Regions from separate parts of the Mus musculus genome. Here region 2 is linked to region 1. The links are chromatin contacts, called in public Hi-C maps. All regions are on one chromosome and are shown on one strand. Each heading gives the region's core, a stretch centred on a gene start, on an enhancer-like site or on the middle of the called end of the contact. The rest is flanking DNA. Distances are from core to core; before and after follow the strand shown.

Region 1 (6,104 bases), core at 1,257-3,756:
ATGGATTTTTTTTTCCTATGGCTTTGTATGGTCCCTACTTAGTCATGTAGACATCAAAGATGGCATGAGTCCAAATGGCCTACTTCCACCAGAGAACGAGTCCAAGCTCCACTTTTAAAACAAGAACATTGGTTTATTGTGTGCATGTGTCAGGTTTGGTGACAAGTGCCTTTACCCACTGGGCTACCTTGCCAGCTCCCCAAACTCCATCTTCAGCTGGACACAGGGCCTGCTTACAAGCATATAGCAGCCGACTGTGTTTCCATCTCTAACAGCCACCTTCAGAGCTGAAGATGGAGGGAGACAAGTAAGTATTATTTAACCCCGTTCACTTTCTCAAGCCGAGGCTCCAGTTTATGCTTGCCTGGGTGTTGCATTAAGTGCTGTTCCAAGGCAGGCATGGGGCGGGGTGGGAGGAGACTGAAAGGGTATAGTTAACAATTCTTGCCACCTCCCCTGCCCAAATCACATACCACTCATGGAAAGGCACTGTTTAATTTATCAGCAAGGGTGATAAAGATTTGTGAATGGTTTACTTTGCAATCCTGCAGAATCCTTTATGTGGCTAGTGTCGATCAGAAATCAACTAGAAGCCCAAGAAAGAGCAAGATACTCTGACTCAGAAACACCACAGGTAACGGGGAGAACTGAAAAAAACCAGGACAACAGAGGATGACGACAGTGATAATCTGGTTCAAAAGAAGAAACAGATGGTGTTCGTCTCATTTCAGGCATGTGTTTCATACAGCATATCTGAGTGTGACCATAAAAAAGTCAGGGCCAAACACAGCACACACTCAATTGCTGGCACAGCAGCAAAAATCTTGAGTAATTTGGGTAGTTAAGACCACTTTTATCTTTCCAGTGAATTATTTTAAATTACTTTCTATAAACATATTTCTGATAATTCTATGCTAAATTCTTTTCTGCATACTGTACTTGCTCCGGGCACTTATTTGGAGGGATAGATGCTATACTTTATTCCTTTTAGAGGTCCCATTTTTCTTCCACCAGAGAAAATAACAGGTATAATCTCCTGCCTTTGGGGGCTACTGGAATTGTTGAGATTGTCTGTTATATCCTGATAATATTCTCTCCTACCCGTGCTCCCCCAAATTATTAAGGGGCAGTAACTAAAAACAACAATCAGTAAGAAGTTCCAAATGTCTAAATATATTAATATATTTCCAGTTCATCTGGCCTTAAATGTTACAGTCTGCATCTGATTGTCCAAGTGCTTTATGAGTGGATTTCCCAACATAAAGAAGTAATTCTGAGAGTTCTATAGTGTGCTTGAGAACTCTTATCTAACCTCTAGCTATGTTTAATTTCCTGCCATCCTTCTTATCTTAACTTCTCCTTAAACGCTGGACTTGAAGAAACACCAATAAGCCTCTGCCATCTGTAAAACAGTTTCACGATGGAAACGCCTGCCTCTCTGCAACTTGGGTTGATTTTTCCCCCCAGCCCAGCAGTCAACAGAAGGGATCATACACTTTACTGTGAACTTGCACGTGTTAGATTTACCCAAAGCATATACACATGGTTTCTCTTTCCACTGCCATCCCAAAGACACTGTTATCTTGACGAATCATGCTAGCATAAATTGTACTTTCAAACAGTATCACAATCTCACAATTCATAGAGGCTTTGTGTCTGTAACTTTTAGTCTTAAGATTTTGAGTAATGTTCTGGCTTTTAGTTAAAAAACAACAACAAAACAAAAACCAACAAACAACCCCCCCCAAGCAAATAAAAACCCCAACAACAGTGGAGTCCAGAGCCTAATTTGTGCAACGAGTTTGTAACAATCATTTCAGAAAAAAAAAGGGAAAATGGTTCAGAACTCTGGCTACCCACAGCAACTGTCAAATGTTCTTAAGATAACATCAACTAAGAATTCTGACCTACAGAACTCAAAAGTTGCAAGGGGGGCGGGGGAGAAACTCAGGTTTTTGTTGTTTTGTTTTTGTAAATGAGCCAGTAGCTTAGACATCTCTGCAGAAACGTGTCCTGACAGACTTCCTGCAACATTGTGATCCACAGCACGTTTGAATTACACTGTGAGTTAAAACAAAACAAAACAAACAAAAACCCCAAACCTTCCCATGCTTGAGCCTCACTTCTCAAGATCTGAACTGGAATAGTCTGAGGTGGGGGCCTGGGAACAGAATTCTCAGCAGGCACCCAAGGATTAGGAAGCACATAGGGCTTGAGAGCATAAATTAGAACTAGTTTTAACAGTCTGTCAGGGGTTGGGACTCTCACGGGTCTAGGCAACCTCCTCGTGCTGCCGGGTGATGGTAATTAAAGCCACAGCATGAGCGCCAAGCCAGTACTCCAAGCTTCAGGAGTCCGCCACGCTATTCCCTTACTCCCCAAAAGCAACCCATCAGCCCCCGAAGTCACCTCGTGGGCACGCAGCTGGCAGATCTCGGGCGGTGGGCAACAACGGACCTAGCTCTGGTGGTGGGGAGGAGGAAGGGGCGGGAGAAGTGGGGGAGTGACACAAGGAGAGCGGGAGGCTCGGGTTGCCTGGGCAACAAGGAGCTCGCTTCCGGTACGGGGCTTGAAAGACGGAAGTCCCGCCTTATCCGTGACGTAACGTCGTGTCAGTGGCTACACAGAGTCAAGGGCGGCACAGGAAGCGAATTCGTTTGTTTGGGCGGTCCCGGCAGCTAGCTATTGGGCACTAGGGGATCAGAACTGAATTGCACCCTCAGCTTTCGGTTATTATTATTATTATTTCTTCTTTAGCTTTTACTTTCTTTTCACTTTCTTAACTAAAATGGAAGGTGAGAAATTGTTTTGAAAATACAGATTCACTCAGATCTGTGTCAGCTTGACATTTATGAACCTTAATTTGTACCTAGTGTTTCTGTCATTATAATCGTCAGCAGTACATGCCCTTCTAGAGTTGCACAAGAGTCCTTAGTAACCAAAGATGAACTACTAGAAGGCCAAGTGGGCTTATTTGGCAAAATGTGCCATATTTTGCAGGAATTTATTACTAGGAAAACCAGATTTGGACCAGATGCATGGTTATTCCAAAAAGTGAAAATAGGAAACAATTTAAATGCCAAAGGCTAAGATAATTAGGCAATGTCAGTAGTGGGACATTATTACCTTATCATTCCTGTAATATTGGTGAATCAAAGTAGTATAAAAGAATATTTAGCAAACATATACCAGATGTCTACTATATGCTAAGTATCTGCAGTGTCTTGTAGCTTCAAGGCACACGTGATTTTGAGGTACTTAAATGTGAGAATTTTCGATGTGCTTAACTAAATTCCACAGTACATTTTAAAGAGTTAATATTGAAAAAAAAATACGTGAACTGTCTAGTTGTTGTTGACACTGTCTCACTTTCAGCTGGGTCGAAGGTCATCATCTTGCCCTGGCTGGTTTGAATTCCCAGAGATCCACCGGTCTCTTGACTGTTGGGATTACAGGCACGCGTATCAACAAGCCTGCCTTAACTAACTCACATTTTAAGCAATCTTAACCTGGCAGTGGTGTAGCTTCATTGATAGAATGTTTGTCCAGCATGAATGATGCGCTGGATCATTCCTTTATAACATCTCACATCTGGGCATATTGGCGCATCTGTAATCCTAGAATTCTGGGCATGGAAGCAAGGTTGTTGTGGCTACACAGTGAATCTGAGGTCAACCTGGGATGCATGAAGCTGTTTGAGGAAAAAAAAAATCCTTGCCTTAGGGAAGGAGAATTTACCTTAAATGAAGAGTAAAATGAATTCCATGTACATATTTTAATATTTATGTACATATTTTAATAATATGTACATATTTATTAATCTGTTCAATAGAACATGAAATTATATATGTGGCATAAATTATAATTCTAAAGGAGAGTAATATTTTACTTAGTGAATATACACTGGTAAACACAGTTTTTTTACTTCACAAAATTGACAATTGGTTGGGTAGAGATCATAGACAGTCAATGCAAGTGTAATTATGTTTTTCATTTGTTTGTTTAGAAAGAGTCTCATGTAGCCCGTGCAGAACTCCTATTTCCCAGGTGCGAGAATATTCATTACCATACCTGACATATTGTAGTAAATTTATATGATGAATATATTGCAGAAAGGGACAACACACACACACACACACACACACACACACACACACACACACAGGCAGTTAACTTTAGGCAAGAAACGAGAAAGGGCTGTGTGTGTTTGTAGGACTGTGACTATCTTCTGGGAAGCAGGCAAGTCATTTGGAGCCTGTGGGAAGAAGAGCAGGAAAGAAAAGAGAGTGATATGAGAAAGCGGTCACATACTTGCAGAAAAGGCAGAACATGATGGGCTTATAGAAAATGTATTTCAAATGGAGCAGTTCTGGAAATACCAAGTGTCTGCATGCACATACACAGAGTCTGTGTGTATGTTATATTGCTAGCTAGAATATTACTAGTGCTTTGGCTCCTCTTGTGCAGATCCAGATAAGCCATTCAGAGTGGTGAGAAGTGGGTTTCGTTCTCACAGTTGTGAGTGTGGGAAGCCCAGAGGAATATGGCAACTCCATGGGATGAGAAACTTGCCCTCTACCTGTCTTTTAACTTTACCCATCTTGCCTTCCTGTTTCTGAGAGCTTAGTCCAAGTTGACTTATCATGGCACCTTCCCCCAGCCCCTTCCCCCCTACCCCAGCTCAGTGGGAGGATAAAAGGGAAACCTCTTTGCATGCCTCTTCCTCCCAGATAGAGTTTCGAGACATTAATCATATTTGAGGCTGAATTGTTCTGTGTTCTGAGGGCTGCCCTGCTAAGATAAGATATTGGGAAGCATATCTGTCCTCTACCTACTATGTGCCAGTAGCATCCCTCAAATGTGACACCAAAGGAAACGTCCAGGCATATTGCAAATGTCCCCTGGGGGCAAAGCCACCTTCACTCGAGATGTATTGTCTTAGGACTTGTCCACAATACTGCTCACTGGTGGTTTGAATGTCATGACTCATCCATCATAAGGATAAAGCACTTTTGAAATTTTCTCTTTTAGGTAGCCAAGAGGCCCAATGATAAGTTAGCTGAAGATGAAGTCAAGAAGCTAGCAGATCCACACCTCCATCTCTGATTATGGTGGCTCTCTTCTTGGCTGAGTTTTAGTGGTTGTTTATCTTAATTTAGTTGCATAAAAAGCATAGGTGACGGTTAATAGTGAGCACCTAAGAAGTGAGAAGCCAACCCATGATTGTCTTCCAATCCTTAGTGTGGAAATTAATTCTGTCCACAGAGAGCGATATAAATATATAGATGCTGTGTGATACATTTACTTATGAATAAATGACTGACAAAAAAAGGTGAGAATTCTGTTTAAGAAGCATGGTCATTTTAACTCCTCAGGGTGAAACATTGAGAGGACTTGGAAAAGCTAGGGGGAGGTTGTTTTATTACTTGTGTTCTACCGCCCTCTGGTGGGAATTTGTAATTCGACTATTCCTCATCTAGCATCTTTTGTTCTGGTTTAAACTTCAGATAATGCAAAACTTCCAAGGGTCACCTATGATGAGGAACTTTAAAGCACTTTTTCACACTCGAGACTATTGCATTTGGGACTCTGCACTGTTTCATTGTGAAGGCTGCCCTATGTATTGTAGGGTATTTAGAAACATCCCTGGTGTTCCTAGCACCTCTCATTTGTAGAAAACAGAAATCTTGTCAGATGTCCCCTGTGGCTCAGAATTTCTCCTAGTTGTGGACCACTCCTTTAAACACTCGTGTGAATTTCCTATTTTCACAGCCTGTATAGTTCTGGAGTCTTAGAGCAGGGGTTATGAACTTTTGGTTCATGACTCCGTCAGCAAACTTTTATCTCCAAAAATATTTACATTATAATTTATAACACTAGCAAAATTACAGTTATTAAGTAGCAACAGAAATAATTTTATGGGTGGGTGGAGGCACTGTATGAAAGGTCACAGCACTAGGATGGCCGGGAACCATTGACTTACAGTATCCTGGAAATAGCTTCTATGTTAGTCAGTCCACCAAAGAAATGAGAGGTTCCACTTATAACTGTCCTGCTATAGCAGATATGCCTCCCTTTTCATAGTTTTCAGATCTCACTCACCC
Region 2 (6,104 bases), core at 2,070-4,569, 46 kb before region 1:
AGGGAGTGGGGGGAGACTGGGGGACTGTCCTCTAAATGTGACATGTTTCCTGGAGCCATGTTGGGAGAAAGAATGGAAGCACACAGGGATGATGAGCTGTCTCAGCAACTCAAAGTGCTTGCCTTGTAAGCCTGATGATTTGATTTGGATGCCAGCAACCTACAGTGGACCCTTTCCCAAAAGTTGTCCTCCGAGCTCCACATGTGTGCATCTGCATGCATATATAATACAGCCACTCCATGAAGAATAGGTGGAATTAGAAGTGCTCACTGTACACATCCCTACCACCCAGGCCTCAAGCTCATCAGGTCCCACCCTCTCCTCTGCACCTCACCCACAGCTCCCTCAGCCCACACAGGGCTTTTTGTTCTCCAAGGTCTCTTGCCTCTATCATTCAGTCTTGGACTACATTCTCCACTTCCTGAAATTGTTTCTTTAGAAACAATTTGTCTCCCCTATCTCCCTGCAAGGTCCAAGGTTGCCACTTATTTTCGATGAGAAAGAGCTTCAGGAAATGTTGGCTGGAGTGAGTTGGGTTGGGATCTCTGGGAATGGGAGCTGCTACCCGGTGGGTTCTCAGGATCTCATTGGGCTGTGTTTTGTCAAGGCTCTCGGGGCTACTGGCAGAATTAGAGAACAGCAGGCTTGGGGGCTGCAGCGTCTGTCAGTATGCTATTTGGCTCTTCCTCTTCTCTTTTTTCCTTCCTGTGTCTCTGCTTTCTATTTCTGCCCATTTTTCCTTTTCAAGATTTCTATCCTTCCCACTAAAAGAAGAGGAAAAGATGGTGATCGTGGGGCTAAAACAAAGCTGTCCTGAATTTGTATGTGTGTGTGTGTGTGTGTGTGTGTGTGTGTGTGTGTGTGTGTGTATCATTTCTTCATATTCTTGGGTGGGAGCAGGGGGAGCTAGGGCACTGCAGCTCAAACTAGGCTTTGTGACTTCTAAACTCATATTCCCATTGAGCTATACCTGAGTCCTTTATTTATTTCATTTAAAAATACTTGGTGGAATGACTTTTGGACATTTGGATTCAGCCTGCATTTTAGATGTTGGGAAGGTTTTGAAATAGCTTGTACATGAGCTAGGAGTGTAGCTCAGTTGGTAGAGGCTTGCCTAGCATGCTTATGAGCCCTGGTTCCAGCCCCAGCACTACATAAATAGGGTGTGGTGATGCACACACATGATTTCAGCACTTAGGAGGGGTAGCTCAAGGTCATTCCTAGCTCCATAGCAAGGCTGGATACATGAGTCCCTGTCTCGGGGGTAAAATAAATAGATGCAGACAAAAATTTAGATTTAGCATGAGCATGAAGGAACTGGTTTACTTTAAATGAAAGAGAGAGGGAGGCATAAGGAGGAGGGGAAGGAGATAGGAAGGGGGGAGGCAAGCTAGTTGAGAGAAGTGTTGAAAGTAGTACAACTGAGGAAGGATCAAAGGTAGATCCTGAGGGTCTTGCCTTCCTGCCAGAGAGGTGGGTGGGATTTTTATGTATAGGAAAGCGTGTGTCCTAAGGAGGAATTGTTACTGCACTTAGCAATGTCTACCAATCGGTTTCATGTAGGATTCAATAGGCCATACACCTAGAATTCAATTCAGACTCAGACAGAAAGAAAACTTCGAACTGCTCAGTCTCACAGGTTTTTAAAAGCTCATGGCAGCGCTGCTAAATCCCCACAGCCTCCTGCCCTGGAGAATGGCTTGCTTTATTTCTGGTGGATGATTAAATCCAAACTCTGATGATATGACAAGAATCAGGAGCTAGCAAGCTGGGGACATGTCAAACTCAGAAGTGAGTATGAGTGTCCAGAAGCCTCTCCTGGGGCTCTGGTGTCCTCTCCTCCCATCAGCCAGTTTGAATCAGGTTGTCCCAGAATTAGAATGAAAAGACTTGTTATCTATAGGCAGAATGGCATGTTCCAGCATTAGTAAGAAATGTATCTAGTCCGTTAGATTTTCATTAAATGTATCTGTGAGAATCAGCTGATGTTGAGTAGGACAGGAAGGCAAACATCTGCCCTTGGGCAGTTTCCATGAACTTACTTCCAGATCCTTCTAGCAGATATCTTAGGACTAGTTCCTCCATTTATATGGGCATTAAAGATAACACTCAACATTATTTAAATGACATTTACTTCTCTTGTGTTGTGGGAGGGTGGTGTCTGGTGGCCACTGTGAGGGTTTGGAGGTCAGAAAACAACTTGCAGGGGTCTGGGCTCAAAGTCAGGTGGTCAAGATGGGCAGCAGGTACCTTTACCCACTGACAGAGCCATGGGGTAGGCCGGCACTCTCTTTTACCATAAAACTTGGTTACATGATACAGCAACGACAATGAAAACATAGTAATGGGAGGAAATGGAACAAGGGCACTGAGATAAAAGACACATTACAATTTTGCTGTTTTGTGAAAAGTGTCCCTGTCTGCCTGGATTTTCACTTCTTTCATCTTCATGAGAGTTGAAACCCTGCCTGGAACGATCAAATTCAAGCAGAGTACCAGTTGAATCTACTCCTGTGAGAACACAATTCTCTGAGAAATTGGTCTGGTTCAGGCCCTCTAGCAGTTATGCCCATCAGAATCCTTCATTGATGCTGGTTGCCAAGGAGACGATTAGTTTAGGGACCTTGGAAAAGAGCCCAGCTAGGTGGCTGCCAGGGAGCCTGCAGCCCAAAGTCTTTTATGACCTCTTGGTCATGAAAGGCACTCTCCCTCTTTGGAGCAACATGGTAGAAGAGATGTACCCATGTCACTACAATTTTGTCTCTTATGTTTTTGTGGTTCACAACTCATACTGATAAGAAGGACAATAGCCAAAATCTCAAGGCCTGTGAGTCTTGAGGTTAGCCATTTCTGAAGTTGGCAAAAGGTAAATCACAGCCTCCTGTGGTTTACTGAAGTGTTGAGGCCCTCTAGAGAATTTTTCTATGTAGCCTAGATTTCTGCTCAGCAACCATCTTTCTGAAAGAGGATGGGATGAGGTCCATGGAAAGATGAACCCAGCCTTCTGAGAACTCTCCTTCAGTCTCAGCACCATTTCATGCAGGCTGAGGTTCTTTGCAGTAAAGGGCCTTTGGTGTTACAGATTCTGTGATACAATGTAATATATCTTCTACCCCAAGCATCATAGTTCCGAAGGAGCCCGAGACTTAGAAGAAAAAAAGGGGAAGTGCCTGGTTTAGAATCTTCTCCTCTTCCTGGCCACATGGCATCTACTGCGGGGGCGTCAGATGGAATCCCGCCCTGGCTATGCCTTATTCCAAGTGTGAAGTTTCACGAAGGTTTGTCAAAGCCCCATATGCCAATGTTTTCTCCAGGCTTCTCCCGTGCCCTCTCTTCCATAAAGCCACCCACGTAACACAAGCCCAAGTAGAAGGCCATCTGCATTACCTCATCCTTTTTTTTGTAGGCCATAGTTTCTCTATTGCCATGGTCTGGGCTTTAAAGATGCCAGCTTATTGCAATTCGAACCATCAGATATTGGGTTTGTACTGCATAGAAGAAGAGCAGTATGAGAAGAAAGTCTCAGAGCGATTTATTGGGTAAATAAGAATGCAAGAAAGTGAGGGCATTCAAGAGGGAGAGAGCATGAGTAAGATGTTTTATGTTCATGTCCTGGAAGCCCATTGTGGTTTAATTAGAAGATCCGGCGTCACAAGCTCAGACACTTCAGAGCATTGGTTCTCAGTCCTGGCTGCATATACAGTCCCCTGGGGAACATTTAAAATGTACACACAGCCTGCCCAGATCGATTATACTGGAATCTCTGGGGGCGGTTCACAGGCATCGAATTTATTAGAGAGTATGCTGCTATCTAGAATCACCAGATGCCAGAGAACCATCAAATTAGGTTTCCAGTAGCAAATTTAGGAAGGCCACATTTTAAAACATGTTCAGCTTTTCTATTTAAATACAAGACCTCACCACAATTAGCATGTAATGTTGGCCCTCACTAACCTCAAGTTGTTATTCTATTCTTCATATTTGCAGTTACTGAGGGAATATTAGATATCAGTTTGCATAAAAGCAGTTAGTAGATAATTACGTATTTATGTAGTTAGACTGGTTTAAAACTGTTTGTTTCAGGAAGTGATACACAGCATGGCTTCATTTTTACTTGGTATTTGTTTGTTTCCTACTATGACCTGAGACTTGAAAAATGTACACCACACACACACACACACACACCATATGACACAGTCTTGTGTCTCAAATAGTTCAGGCTGTTCTTAAAATTGATAAGTAGCTGAGGGTAAATTGAACTTCTGATTATTCTGCATCCACTTCCTGAGTGCTGGGTTTATAGGCAAGTACCACCACTACCCTTGTTTTTTACCGTGCTGGGGTGGAACCCAGGGTTTGTATATCCTGGGTAAGCACTCTGATGCCCTATGAACCAAGATACACTCCCAAACCTGTCATCCATTTCTTTACTCAGAGTCCACATTTGAAGCTGGTGATAGAATCCAGCATTGGTCCAAGGGAGGAGACATCAGAACAGGCTGATAGAGTATGGCTAGTCTGCCAGGAAAAAGAATATTGTAGCACCCATGGAATGAGTTGGATTGAGGTGTGATGGATGCTGACAAGAGTCTCTGGGGTCAGAGAATGTTTAGAAGAGATGGCTTGCTAGGACCAGAGACGCAAAGGTTGGCTTTACTGGTAATCCAGGAGGGATGGCAACACAAGATGGGTGACAGGATGCTCAGAAGCAACAAATAAATTCCTGTTAGACCCCTTCTCATTCTCTCATAACTGAGATTCAACACTAAGCAGGGGGGAATGAGCCTGTTTTTTCTTGCCAGGGGCTGTAGCTAGTTTATCATGTATGCAAATGAAATACAACTGTTGTTCTTGAGGAAATGCCAGCCTAACTGGAAGGCTCGGACCTTAATCAATACACCCACACACACCCCTGTAAGTATATTCTCCCAGAAGTAGACGGTTGAATCTGCTACAACTGAATACAAGACCAAATTTTTGCAGAGGCGTTCAAGGCCCTCTTTATGAATGAGTATTCAAAGCTGAGGGCCCAAGATCAAAGCAGTCATAAAATCTGAGACCACTTTGTCACTTATTAGCGTGTATGTGCTCTTCACAAAAGCTCTGTGAGTTAGATTCCTACTTTACTTGACTCAGAGGATTAAGTGACGAATAGACATGGAGTCACAGAGCAACACATTGTTTCAGAACTCATGTCTTCCTATTTCTTATCTTGTCCTCATTTTGTGCAATTCTTTCCCTTCTGGCCAAATACCAATTTGTCCCAAATGTTTCCATGCTATACCATTTAACAAAAAGAGACGGCTAGTCCTGAAATGACTCACTGGAGGAGAAGGTGTGAAAAGTTAATTCCTAGTCTCCAGCTTAGTATCTTAGCAACCACATATATTTAGTCATGACTGCTTCTATGCCTACTTTCATATGATCTGCAAGCTGCATCACAATTTAACTGAAGCTTTGCTCTAAAGGCACTAATGACTCTTTCATACTCAGAATCTTAGTTTTCACTCTCTGCCATGCATATGATGTGCGAAATTCCAGCACTTTCTTAGTATAAAAAGAACCCACCCTATTTTTAAAAGGAAGCTGATGCTAACCAAGAGCTTTCTCCTCCTTTAAGGTTGTATATGACTTTCATAAGCCTGGGGAATGTATATAGGTCTAACCTTTTTGAGAGCGATTTGATAGTAACTATCAAGAGCCTAAAACATGTTCTCTATTTGACTTGCTAATTCCACCTCTGTATTCTGTCCTCAGGCAGACTAGTCTGAAAAAGAGACTAAAATTTATGCATAAAAATCTTCACCAAGCCAGGTGTGGTGGTGCATGCCTTTAATCCCAGCACTTGGGAGGCAGAGGCAGGTGGATTTTTGAGTTCGAGACCAGCCTGGTCTACAAAGTAAGTTCCAGGACAACCAAGGCTACACAGAAAAGCCCTGTCTTGAAGAAGAAGAAGAAGAACAACAACAACAACAAAAAACAAAAAAACAAAAAACTTCACCAATGCATTATTTATGAACATCAAAGTATCATTTACAACAGCAAAAAAAAAAGTGGAAAGAACTTACAAGAATTGAGACTTTAGTGGGATGGTTGAGTTGAAA

What was found. A called contact is a pair of places that touch in the nucleus more often than the background predicts.
Region 2: a contact with region 1 is called in a Hi-C map of cortical neurons, with 3 times the contacts expected there. The contact joins the enhancer-like site here to the promoter of Gemin8 in region 1. A contact is called at or near these places in 2 of 39 promoter capture datasets (Sertoli cells and hippocampal neurons), 12 of 484 Hi-C or Micro-C datasets (B cells, Sertoli cells, T follicular helper cells and 8 more) and 5 of 115 datasets of contacts at active chromatin or transcription factors (CD8 T cells, Th17 cells, embryonic fibroblasts and 2 more).

Annotation. Positions count from the first base shown.
Region 1 is chrX:166,166,856-166,172,959 of GRCm38.p6, reverse strand. It overlaps Gemin8 (gem nuclear organelle associated protein 8), which reads right to left and starts at 2,506. Exons shown (of 4, transcript NM_146238.4): 1 at 2,410-2,506.
Region 2 is chrX:166,214,061-166,220,164 of GRCm38.p6, reverse strand. No RefSeq gene overlaps it. Among named protein-coding and RNA genes, the nearest start is that of Gemin8, 47 kb to the right of the region's middle. Within about 2 kb of position 3,319, at least 6 of the 459 cell types and tissues checked have an H3K27ac peak or open chromatin away from gene starts, as enhancers often do. A contact at or near this core is called in cortical neurons, where this site is marked.